Regions from separate parts of the Mus musculus genome. Here all the other regions are linked to region 1. Evidence: chromatin contacts called from public HiChIP or PLAC-seq and promoter capture Hi-C data. All regions are on one chromosome and are shown on one strand. The core of a region is the stretch at or near the end of the contact, and the rest is flanking DNA. Distances in the headings are between cores, read along the strand shown. Region 1 holds the start of Cln5 (ceroid-lipofuscinosis, neuronal 5). Region 2 overlaps Scel (sciellin). Region 3 overlaps Gm34907 (a long non-coding RNA gene). Region 4 has its middle 16 kb from the start of Gm34758.

Evidence for each region. Promoter capture Hi-C pulls out the DNA fragments that hold promoters and counts their contacts. HiChIP or PLAC-seq counts read pairs in DNA pulled down with a chosen protein or histone mark.
Region 2: a promoter capture Hi-C map of trophoblast stem cells shows a contact between it and region 1, with 4 times the contacts expected there. The contact joins the enhancer-like site here to the promoter of Cln5 in region 1. A contact is called at or near these places in 2 of 39 promoter capture datasets (pre-B cells and trophoblast stem cells), 2 of 15 datasets of contacts at CTCF or cohesin (the NIH/3T3 cell line and embryonic stem cells), 28 of 484 Hi-C or Micro-C datasets (the 3T3-L1 cell line, the AML12 cell line, B cells and 18 more), 18 of 115 datasets of contacts at active chromatin or transcription factors (the 230-238 cell line, acute myeloid leukemia, bone marrow-derived macrophages and 10 more) and 2 of 9 other capture datasets (embryonic stem cells and liver).
Region 3: a contact with region 1 is called in an H3K27ac HiChIP or PLAC-seq map of microglia, with 8 times the contacts expected there. The contact joins the enhancer-like site here to the promoter of Cln5 in region 1. A contact is called at or near these places in 15 of 39 promoter capture datasets (the 3T3-L1 cell line, 3T3-L1-derived adipocytes, the C10 cell line and 10 more), 4 of 15 datasets of contacts at CTCF or cohesin (the NIH/3T3 cell line, large pre-B cells, pro-B cells and 1 more), 52 of 484 Hi-C or Micro-C datasets (the 3T3-L1 cell line, the AML12 cell line, B cells and 35 more), 26 of 115 datasets of contacts at active chromatin or transcription factors (the 230-238 cell line, the NIH/3T3 cell line, acute myeloid leukemia and 16 more) and 3 of 9 other capture datasets (adipose tissue, embryonic stem cells and liver).
Region 4: a contact with region 1 is called in a promoter capture Hi-C map of pre-B cells, with 3 times the contacts expected there. The contact joins the enhancer-like site here to the promoter of Cln5 in region 1. A contact is called at or near these places in 2 of 39 promoter capture datasets (neutrophils and pre-B cells), 5 of 484 Hi-C or Micro-C datasets (the G1E-ER4 cell line, embryonic stem cells, natural killer cells and 1 more), 10 of 115 datasets of contacts at active chromatin or transcription factors (the 230-238 cell line, bone marrow-derived macrophages, embryonic basal ganglia and 6 more) and 3 of 9 other capture datasets (adipose tissue, liver and macrophages).

The regions. Positions count from the first base shown.
Region 1 is chr14:103,068,826-103,071,707 of GRCm38.p6, forward strand. It overlaps Cln5 (ceroid-lipofuscinosis, neuronal 5), which reads left to right and starts at 1,391. Exons shown (of 4, transcript NM_001033242.1): 1 at 1,391-1,642; 2 at 2,809-2,882. The coding sequence starts at 1,521.
Region 2 is chr14:103,557,223-103,560,104 of GRCm38.p6, forward strand. The region is part of intron 8 of Scel (sciellin); the gene reads left to right. Among named protein-coding and RNA genes, the nearest start is that of Scel, 45 kb to the left of the region's middle. Within about 2 kb of position 1,364, at least 2 of the 459 cell types and tissues checked have an H3K27ac peak or open chromatin away from gene starts, as enhancers often do. A contact at or near this core is called in trophoblast stem cells, where this site is marked.
Region 3 is chr14:103,480,303-103,483,184 of GRCm38.p6, forward strand. The region is part of intron 2 of Gm34907 (a long non-coding RNA gene); the gene reads left to right. Among named protein-coding and RNA genes, the nearest start is that of Gm34907, 18 kb to the left of the region's middle. Within about 2 kb of position 1,434, at least 11 of the 459 cell types and tissues checked have an H3K27ac peak or open chromatin away from gene starts, as enhancers often do. A contact at or near this core is called in adipose tissue, bone marrow-derived macrophages and microglia, where this site is marked.
Region 4 is chr14:103,361,811-103,364,692 of GRCm38.p6, forward strand. No RefSeq gene overlaps it. Among named protein-coding and RNA genes, the nearest start is that of Gm34758, 16 kb to the left of the region's middle. Within about 2 kb of position 1,526, at least 42 of the 459 cell types and tissues checked have an H3K27ac peak or open chromatin away from gene starts, as enhancers often do. A contact at or near this core is called in the G1E-ER4 cell line, bone marrow-derived macrophages, neutrophils and 2 more, where this site is marked.

The DNA.
Region 1 (2,882 bases), core at 141-2,640:
ACCTTTAAACTCACCTTTGACCTATTGTAGCATCTTTGACATTATGCTGTGATAGGCAAGAAAAACTGTTAAGAAAAATCTGAAATTAGAGGCTACAATACAGTTGATGTATTTGTTTAGGGCAGTTAAGCACCTATAAAGCAGGTGAGTATATCTAAGGCCTACAAACCTAGTTAAAATATCATTACTCTTTCATTAAAATGTGGTTAGAAAATTGGTGTGTCCGAAGCAAAAAAGCATGTCGTGTTTGACAGAACCTTTAGCAACCTGGAAACCCTTCTCAGAATAGTGATTTATTTAGTTCACAGAGTTATAAATAAGAAAGCAAAGATGAGCTTGAACTTAACACGTTTGCCTGGCTAGTTATCATCCTGAAGTCAAAAAGAGAAAGCCAGCCATCACCTGCTAGGACACGTTAAAGTATCATGATGACACCCTGTTTTTTTCATTCCCTGAGAAACTTTGTCTCCTAAAATTTACAGACTTAATTTTTTTTTTTTTCCTTTTGGAAAATACATCAGCAAGGACGAAACAGCTAGAACCTTTGGCAGAGGAATCTCTGAGAATATCAGCCTCACACTACAACCCAGATAGGTCCAAAACTTTTGATAAAGGGTTTCTGGATCTGACATTTCTATCTCTTCTTGAGCTTCAGAGTTGGCAAGCAAAAAGGATCCCGTGTTCGCTTTGTAGTTCAGACCTCATGCAGCTCCTATGTGCATACACATAGTGGGTTTGCTAGGAGATCTCCAAAATACTGCCTGTTCCAGTCTCATCTCCAGCGTACGTGAGTGATCTTGGTTGCCATCACTCAGTGCAGTGGCCTGAACAGCCTGATTCCGTATGGCGTGATGCTCTTAGCAATCTTACACTTACTGGACAAAGGAGGACCGGAGGATAAATGGATTAAACCTAGCTCTATTGGTCGGTCTTAAGCTTTGAAGAGTCACGGATAATACTAAGTGTGGCAGAGGACAGAACCGGAGCAGAGCAGTCCAAGTCTGGTGATGCCGATGGCAGCACGGAAAGCATATTGTCATTGCTGATCTTTGCAACATTCTCAGAGAGGCCAGGAGAGGGCAATCATTTCCTGTAATGTCCTCATTTTTTAATTCCGCTGAGCACCCAGTGTCTCCAAGCAGAAGATTTGTGTTGGAGACTGGCCTGGGCCATGTGGGTCAAGAAAGTTCATAAGTGTTTTATTGTTGTTACGGTTTGGCTGGTGATGGCTGCGGGGAGGGCAGAAAGCACCTTTGCGCTAGAGGCATAGCACACATCCACCAGGCTGGAGTGAGTTTTGCAGTACCAGTCTCACCCTTCCGGGAGGACAGGGCTTTTTAGCGTCCAGCGCACGCGCGCTGGAACAGAGGCGCCCCGCCCCGGCCGGGACAGGGGAGGCGTCACGCGCCCGGAGGTCACACGGCCAAGCCGGCGCTGGTGCTTGGCTGGCTCCTCGCGGCGGCGCGCACGCAAGGCCGACGCCGGGGCCCCGGAGCCTCCGGGATCTCAGGGAGCCGCGGATGCTGCGCGGGGGGCCATGTGGAGCGCACTGGCGCCCGGCGCTCGCGCTGGCGCTGCTCGGGCTGGCGACGATTCTGGGCGCGTCCCCGACGTCTGGGCAACGCTGGCCGGTGCCCTACAAGTGAGTGAGACGGAGCGGGGCGGGGAGGGGACTTGGAGAGGGCGGATCCGATACCTTAGCGCGCCCGGGGACGCAGGGCACAGGGCGGGCGACACTAAGAGCATAGTTCCTAAATAGTTGGCAACTCGGGGATCCTCACCGGTTCTGGGCAGTTCAGAGTCCTGGGAGGAATGGAGAGTGACATCACTGCACGGAGTGACTTTTAGGTGCTACTGACTTGGAGAGCAGGTTAAAATGTTTTAAACACTGCAATTATTTCATGCCTTATCGTTAGCTGCCATTGCATAACATTTGGGGAGAATTTACAGGGAGCCTGCTTGCTCCCCTGTGTCCTTACTGAGCTAAATGGGGAATTTAGCTGACTGACCCGGGGAATTTCCTCCCTAGGCTAGTCAGGATCACCTTGTTGGTCCACTTCAACCTGGAGGGTAGGTAGGGCTCCGGACCTGAGGAGGTGATCGCAGTCTTTGACTTAGCTAAGTTTTGACAGCCTGTGGGGAATTGCGAAACAAGAAGCGCTCGGTCTTCGGGGTTGCGGGGGACAGGGGTGGGTGGAGTGGTGGCTGGCGTGGGCATAGTGAAGTGGAAAGAGATGCAGCTTTTGAAAGCATATGTTTTGCATAACAGAATGAGGGGCGGGGGGGTTCATGGCATGATGCATGTTCCTCTAAGGAGTTCTTAGTTCTGAAGGCTGCAGACCAAATCTGGTCCCATTTGCTCATCCTCTGTGCGGTCTTAGGGAATTTAACTCAGAATCTTCATGCTCACATACCCTGGACAGAAAACAGGAAATGATAGTAGCCCTCGCATTTCTGGTGAAAACCAGCAGTTGCCAAACTTAAATATTCATGTGTTCTGTTCATGAATTGGTTCTTCTAAATATATATGAGAGAAAAAAAAGTTTAGGGTTGAGGTTGGTTTTCATGAAAATATTCACAAGAAAAAAAAAACCTTAAATACCCAATAAAACAAGAAAGAGATTGTAAATCTCAAAGTATTTTATCTAATACCAGGAGACGGAGGCTGACTGGTCTTTTGACTCTAAAGAAGCCCCGATTGACATTCCCACCTGACAACTGGTATATAGCTGTAAGTTAGATCAGGTTTTGTCCCCGTGTTAAGATTGTTAGAAGAGCAATTCTGAGGATGGTTCTCTTTCTCACCAGGCGCTTCTCTTTCCGTCCGAAGACAGATCCCTACTGTCAAGCTAAGTATACTTTCTGTCCTACCGGCTCGCCCA
Region 2 (2,882 bases), core at 114-2,613, 490 kb after region 1:
ATGCTGCGTATCCAGTGCCCTATGCAGTCCTACTCTTACCCGGGAATGATCTTTATCTTCTGTCTACTTCTGGAAGGGGAGGATTTGATCATCAAATCCTCGCAGATACACTACCAGTTATCAGTTGACGTATGTACCCAACACATGTTTGTTTGTTTGTTTGTTTGGTTGTTTTTTTTTTCTTTCAAGTCAGGGTTTCTCTGTGTAGCCCTGGCATCCTGAAACTCACTCTGTAGACCAGGCTGGCCTCGAACTCAGAAATCCGCCTGCCTCTGCCTCCCAAGTGCTGGTATTAAAGGCGTGCACCACCACTGCTTTTTTGAGAAAAGATGGTGGTGTCGATCAAATGGAATAATCCCAGCATGTATTATTTTCACTGACAAAGAGTCAGTCTTTTCTGTATAATGGGGAGAAAAAATAACACCTGGCTCTGGGATTATAATAAGCACTGACTGAGTTAATTAGTCAACAAGAAGCACTTAGAAGAGTTCTTGACATATAGAAATCTCTTAAACTAGCATGCTGTTACCGGGGTCTGCTCACCCTCCTGCTCCTTTAGGGAACGCCTTCATATGCTCGCCTGTCTTGCTCTCAACGTGCTTTCCTCACTTTGAATCAATGGCTTTGATTTTCTTTTTCTTTTTCTTCCTTCGATAATAGAAATAAACAAAAGACAACTTTCTCTGCCCCAAATCAACTGAGGTGACTCAGCAGTTCTGGTCTCCTCTGTTCCTTTTGATGCAGTGAGTCTGTGCTTCTACCAGAGACCAAACACACACAGAGGCAGACACACACACACACACACACACACACACACACACACACGTGCACACATGCACACACACACACACACGCACACACACACACACACACAGAGGCACACACACAAACATGCAGTCATGTACCCTTGTTCCTTCCAAAAATATCAATTTCAATTCATTTTCCTTCTTTCCCATTATCTCCTAAATCTTCTCCTATAGTGTATACAGCTCCACGCCCAAACACTCACTGTCCTGTCAGGACTGTTTCTGTCAGAGTTACCAGTGTCCTGACCACTATGGCAAAGCCATGCTAACCTCAAAGTCCTTGTCCTCCTTGGTTTGTCCGTCAGGCTGGGCCAGCCTTTGCTCAGCTGGTTTCCAGGAAACACAACACCTCCTCACTTTTACCTTCCTTTCCTTGACCGTCCTCCTCCCGTGGGCTCCTTCCCTCTCACTTCTCACATGCTTGACCCTGAAATGCCATGCGATGTGAGGCCAGAACCCTTCCTCTCAGTTTGTCTCTCTTTACAATAGTCTCTTTGCTTACCTCATGAAGTTTCAAGTGTCAAATGTCATCTTCAAGCTGGTGTTCCAGCTGTCCTCAGGGTATTTATCACTTCCTGCAAGTTTCAGCTCTAATGTCACCTTACACAGAGGCTTTCCCCCGGGCCATGCTAATAAAATGGAGTCCCTAGCCCTTTTATGCTATGTCTTCACTCTGGTCTGTCTTTCTCTCTCGCTCGCTCTCTCTCTCTCTCTCTCTCCCTTCCTTCCTTCCTTCCTTCCTTCCTCCCTCCCTCCCTCCCTCCCTCCCTCCCTCCCTTCCTTCCTTCCTTTCCTCCTTTCTTCCCTTTTTTTCCTTCCCTTCTTGATGTTGATACAAATACAACATCACTTATTTGTATATTTAAAGCCTGTTGGAAACAAGAAGCATTATCTAAGGCTGGAGAGATGGCTCAGCTGTTAAGAGTACTGAATGCTGCTCGTCTGAAGGTCCTAAGTTCAAATTCCAGCAACCACATGGTGGCTCATAACCATCTGTGGTGAGATCTGATGCCCTCTTCTGGTGTGTCTGAAGACAGCTACACTGTACTTAGATATAATGATAAATAAATCTTTGGGCCAGAGTGAGCAGGGCTGGAGCAAGCAGAGGTCCTAAGTTCAATTCCCAGCAAACCACGTGATGGTTCACAACCATCTTACAGCTACAGTGTACTCATATACATAAAATAAATAAATAAATCTTTAACAAAGAGAGAGAGAGAGAGAGAGAGAGAGAGAGAGCGCATTATCTACTACATAAAGCGCATCACACACAGAAAGCTACCAAGCGATGTTTGCTGACTAAAACTATGATCTCATTCAGTCCTGAAAATCCTCACCAATCCTGTTAGAGATCTTCCTACAGATGACAACGTAGGATAAGGTTGCCTTGGAGCTGAGCTGCCCATGCAGGTAGCTTTATCCCGGGTGCAGATCTACTCAGCGGGCTGTGAAGATGAGGGGATCAGATTGGGAAAAGCCTTTCGTGCTCTGCATCAAGACAACAATGGAGAAGGGAAACACAGAAGTGGCAGTGGAGGGAGCCAGGGGAGGGGGAAAGGGGGGAGGGGGAGCCGGAGAGTCACGTGATTTCAGGATGCGCTGACTTTATTTACAGTTAGACATTCTTGTCCATTTCCCGTTCCCTTGTCCCTCAATCATGCGGCCTTTTGGGGCTGACTTGGGTGCCTCCTTGAAAGTTGGCTGATGTCATAGTTTATATTTTGTCAGCACCGAGGTGTCACGTGCTGATAATATTTAAGTCAAGAGTTAGTTAAAAGTCTCCAAACCAACTTTTCTTTGAGATCTGAAATGTGAGAAACCTTCTTGGCTACTTCTACAGCAGCTTGTGAGTTAGCATCAACCCTAAAGAAGCTCATATGTAGTACCAGGGAGCCACTTACTGTGCTTGCGTGATGACGCAAAATGCCACCACTGCCTAATGTACTAGCAAAGTGCTGAGCCCACTAAAGGCCATGTTGTAGTTCCAACTGTAGTTACAGACCGTAAGGGTTCCCAAAGCCCGGGTGAATGGACCTTTAAAACATCCATATTCAAAATAAGACTTCTTTAGAGTTT
Region 3 (2,882 bases), core at 184-2,683, 410 kb after region 1:
CACCCCGACAACCAATTAGCATCTCCCTCTTCCCTATGGAGGACCACCACACCCACTCTCATCTTACCCCTGTTGCCTGTAGTTCTTTGAACAGGGTTGTGACCTCATAGGCTTTCCCTACCCAGTTTGTGGTCTTCCGGTGTCATCTTTGTTCAGCTCATACTTGGGCCGTCATGTTGGTGTGATTTCATCTGAGGATAGCTTCTGATGCTCCTAGGAGACAGACTCTCTGCAAACTCCCTGATGCTCTGATTCTTGTTGCCTTTCTGTCTTCTCTTCCACAGTGTTCCTTGGGCTTTAGTTGTAGGACTGACTGTCCTATAGGTATACAGTCTTTAAACCCACAGATAATTGTGGTCTTCATCCCTCATCAAGGAAACTGCTCTTCGCAACAGACTCCTACCAGAACAGAAAATGCGGAGTCTTGAAGCCCACACTTAGTTTTTAAACTACAGAGACCCCCTGCAAACACTGTTTTGATGACGATCAATTCCCAAAGACTTAGCAAGCGAAGACATCGATGATTTCACAGCTTGCCTGGCTCAGAGATCTTGCCATGGCTTAAAGGTTTCCCTAATGAGACTCAAAGGTTTTGCTTTAGGTGACACTGAACTCTGCTTTAATCTGAGTCTGGGCCTAAATAGCTGTTGACAGAGTTCTCTTCCTTCTGTCATTGAATGTACAGGAACTTGATTCTTCAAGGCCGTGGGATCTCTCCTTCCAGGGGCAACCTTCAGTAGCCCTTGCAAAGAGATCACTTGATCTGGCCTCACCCCTCTTCCTCAGGATATTTTCCTACTGAAAAAGCCAGGGTGAACTGATGATTAGAGACTTAATTATGTGACCCACTCCTACTTTTGCCATGTAGTATAACACAACCATAGAAGTAACATCATATCATAGCCGCAGGCCTACCTAATACTCAGGAATGAGGAAAACGCTGTTTTGTAGTCATAAACTTCGTGTAGGGTTGAGTGAACTATTGTGCTTATGAGAAGAAAAAGATTTGAAGGATGTAATCTCCTTCTTAGTATGGTGTGAGTGTGTGTGTGTGTGTGTGTGTGTGTGTGTGTGTGTCAGTGTAGTCAAGAGACATCGGTGAAGTTGTTAACAGTGGGGTATGTTACAGAACACTATAAAGAGGCCACCTATGAGAAATGGTTGATTTTCCCCTTATCAGGATTTTTTCAGAGAATAATCCGATCACTGTTTAAACACCACCGCTCTGTCAATGCTCGGTTGAATGAATGAGCAGTGACTTGATTCTTCAAGGCCACACAGGTCTCTCCTCTCAGGGACACCCTTTAGTACTCCTTGTGAAGGGCTGACTTGATCTGGTCTGGTAGAGAAGGATCCACACCCCCACTCTTTATCTCCTTAAGGTTCACTAACGTTTTCCTTCGTCAGTGAGAGAGCTGCCAAGTCCCCGACCTCTGCATCTTCCTCTTTCGTCCCATTCATCTGACACAACTTTTTTATATTAAGCAATAGAAGCACTGAGTGTTTCAGTGTCTGTTTTATATTTGTGGAAAGAAAAAAAATCTGGTGACTGAAAACCATTCTTGAAATGGTGACAGAAGTGAAGAGGGCACACTCTGAGGACCTATGTCGCTAGTCAGCTTTTATGATGACTTACATAAAAATGTTAAATGGTTCAAATTGATCACGTGAAAGCTGATTTTCTGTGTGCTTACCCCCATTTAATTCACTTGGTATATCAAGACCCACTGTGAACACTTAGCATTAATGAAGTAGTTGAAATATATTTTATCTTTGAAAATATATTTTCTTTTAAATAGACTGAAGTGTGGACACTATGCCCCTCCTTAGAATTGGGAACAAAACACCCATGGAAGGAGTTACAGAGACAAAGTTTGGAGCTGAGATGAAAGGATGGACCATGTAGAGACTGCCATATCCAGGGATCCACCCCATAATCAGCATCCAAACGCTGACACCATTGCATACACTAGCAAGATTTTATTGAAAAGACCCAGATGTAGCTGTCTCTTGTGAGACTATGCCGGGGCCTAGCAAACACAGAAGTGGATGCTCACAGTCAGCTAATGGATGGATCACAGGGCTCCCAATGGAGGAGCTAGAGAAAATACCCAAGGAGCTAAAGGGATCTGCAACCCTATAGGTGGGACAACTTTATGAACTAACCAGTACCCTGGAGCTCTTGACTCTAGCTGCATATGTATCAAAAGATGGTCTAGTCGGCCATCACTGGAAAGAGAGGCCCATTGGACACGCAAATTTTATATGCCCCAGTACAGGGGAACGCCAGGGCCAAAAAAGGGGAGTGGGTGGGTAGGGGAGTGGGGGTGGGTGGGTATGGGGGACTTTTGGTATAGCATTGGAAATGTAAATGAGCTAAATACCTAATAAAAAATGGAAAAAAAAATATTTACCGAGGCTGGAGAGATAGCTCAGCAGTTAAGAGCACTGACTGCTCTTCCAGAGGGTCCTGAGTTCAATTCCTAGCAACCACATGGTGGCTCACAACCATCTGTAATGGGACCCACTTCAAGTGAGGAAAGGCAAAGAGTATATTCTTGCCCTTAAGGGTCTTCAGCGTCGCTTCACTCAATACTCTGCTTATATCCTTTCTGCTGTGTCTGAAGACAGCGATAGTGTACTCATATACATGAAATAAATAAATAAATATTGAAAAATATTTATCTTTAAAAATATATACTTGTTCAGTGAATAATTTGGAATTGGATTTTGTTAATGTTTGCCTGTGACGCTGACATTAGGGCGGCTAGGACACTAGGATCAAGCGTTCAGGGCCCGCATAGGTGACATGGTGATTTTTGAGGCCAGTCTAGGCTCCACGGTGAAACCATCTTTAAAAATGGATTGGATTTATTCAATCG
Region 4 (2,882 bases), core at 276-2,775, 290 kb after region 1:
GGTTCTCTCCGGCACCTTCCATAGCACCGTAGCACTATGAAAGCTACCCTGAAGGCAAGAAGCATCCAGCTCAGTTTCAACTTGCTACATGCCCTACCATCAGAGTGTGTGGTGTCTTCATCCTACCATGTACTTCTGGTGGCTATAAACAGCAGTGCCAATAACTTGTGTTTGTTTTGGGTGCCTTTAGGGCAGTGGTTCTCAGCCTTCCTAATGCTGTGACCCTTGAATAGAGTTCCTCATGTTGTGGTGACCCACAACCATAAAATCATTTTCTTTGCTTCTTCATAACTAATTTTTCTACTGTTATGAACTGCAATATAAATATCTGATTACAGGATAGTCTTAGGTGACCCCTGTGAAAGAGTTATTCAACCCAAACCTCTCAAAGATCTATAACCCATAGGTAGAGAACCACTGCTACAGGAAGTCATTAAGACTTTTATTTAGTAATAAGTGATTTTTGAGAACAGCATTATCCACTCAGGCAGAGTACCTCCATGAAAATGCTCTTGTTTAGATTGTATTTTTAAATCAATTTATGAAGCAGTAGGCTTCCTTATGGCTTCCTTTTAATATAAACTTTTTTTTAAAATAACATTCCCTCCACTCTCTCTGCCTTCAACAGGCAGGATCATAGCTCAGGCCTTTCCATTCCCAGTATTCCCCCTTCTACACTCAGATCACATGTGTTCTACTGTCCCCTGCTCCACTAGACCTTTCTTCATCTTTTCCTCTCATGGGCTCTTTACTGTGAGATTAAATTAGTTAATGGATTAATTTAATTATTCTATTGATTATCATTTTTGGACCCATTCATATTCATATTTAACTTGTCTAATCTTACATTTAAGATCTGAAGATCTTATGAAGTTTAGCTCAGCTTCTGAATTTATTTAGGCTGTTGAGTTAGTTTTCTAGCCTAGAAAATAAAAAGCTTTACATGGTAACTAGAGACACTTTAGTTCAAACTCATTTTTAACCCTTACTAGTTCTGTGATGTATACCCACACTTTCCTGAACCTTAAGGAACAGAAAGGATTGTTATAGTAATAAAGGACTCAGTGTGTGCATGTGTGCGTGCATGAGTGTGTATGTGTGTGTGTGTGTGCATGCCTGTGTATGTGTGTGTGCATGAGTGTGTGTGCATGCCTGTGTAGGTGTGTGTGCATGAGTGTGTGTGTGTGTGCACGCCTGTGTGTGTGTGCATGTCTGTGCATGTGTGCATGCATGAGTGTGTGTGTGTGTGTGTGTAACTAAACAAGAGTGAGGAAATCTAGCACATATACCGTTCTACTGCTCTACAGTCAACCCAAAGGACAGCAAGTAGAGCCTCAGCAGAAGTGTGATCCACATGAAAACTAACTGTTCAGTGGCTTTAACAGTTTCATCTAATAATGTGTTAGCTTTTTTTTCTATGATGATTGTTATATTTTCTGCCAACAGAGACTTAAATCATCTCAAGTCAATATATATATATATATATATCTCAACCCTATTCAATAAACCACTTCCTCTTCTTATTTCCTCTTTAATCATTCTCTACACGGTGACTCAGCACACTCTTTCTCTCTTCTCCCCACTCTCCCCACCTCTCTCCCTCCCCTCCTTTCTCCCCTCTCCCCCTTTCTCTCTCTCTCCTTTCCTTTTTCCTTTCATGCTTCTCAGTCTCATTCGTTTACTAAGCAGAAATCCTTCTTTATCCTTAACTCTGTACTACCATACTAACTACAGATAGCATCTCAGTGTACTCTAGTGGCATGCTGGCTTTCCACCCAACTGCTTCTCACAACGGAAAAGTAAGTTTCACCTGTGTGTTGCAATCTATTTTCACAGCAGCAATGAATCAATCAACTGGGTTAGTTTTTCAGGTGATTCCAGCTACAAGACATAGTCTCTACTTTTTATGAAATACCATTTTTTTTTATTTTAAAGCAATGTTCAAAACAACACTGCTTTGATCCTTATTGAAAATGGTGTACATTCACAGAATGTTTAAGATTTGAGTTTGGGATTTTCACATCTGACATGACTTTGCAGTGCACTAAATGTCTCCGAGTCTTCATTTACAGAGTGTTCTTGGCAGGATATGTTCCAGAGGTTTTATTGACTTTACAAATCAAAGGGGTTCTCTATGGATAATCTCCAATATCCTAACACAAAGCAGCACATTCAGGGGTGGGACAGTGTGTAGTCCTGGTTAGGTTCCCATTGCTGTGATAAACACCATGGCCAAAGCAGTTTGTGGAGGGAAGTGTTCACTTCATCTCACAGACTTGCCTACAGACCAATGTGACGGATGCATGGTCTCAACTGAGGTTTCTGCATGGCCCTAGCTTGAGTCAAGTTGGAAAAGTAAAAAAAAAATAGGAACCTAACTAGCATGTTGTACATACTCAAAAATTTCTGTTATAAAATTTAAAATATCAAGATGAGGAGGTGGAGTGTAGAATGAAGACCATAAATATAAAAAACAATGCTATTGTTCTAATTCTTAGACTGGTGGATTTTGTATTTGTCACATTATTTTCACAACTAACATCTTGTGTACAGACTTATATTTAAATGAAAATGTTAAATTCATTTTTAAGATAAAAAAAATCTAATTATGTGTGTGAGTCTGAAGGAAAGATGTACATGTAAGGATAGTGCTAGCAGAGAGAGACCAAGGGTGTCAGACTCACAGCATCTGGAGTTAGCAGAGGGTTCTGCTCACATGAGTGCTGGGAACTGAACTCATTTTCTCTGTAAGACCAGTATGGACTCTGATCCATTCCTCCAGTCCCTTAAACTTATATTTTCACCACTTTGTATTTTAAATTTTCAAATGTAAAGTTAAATGATATGATAACATACCTGATTCATCCACTAAGTTTAACAAT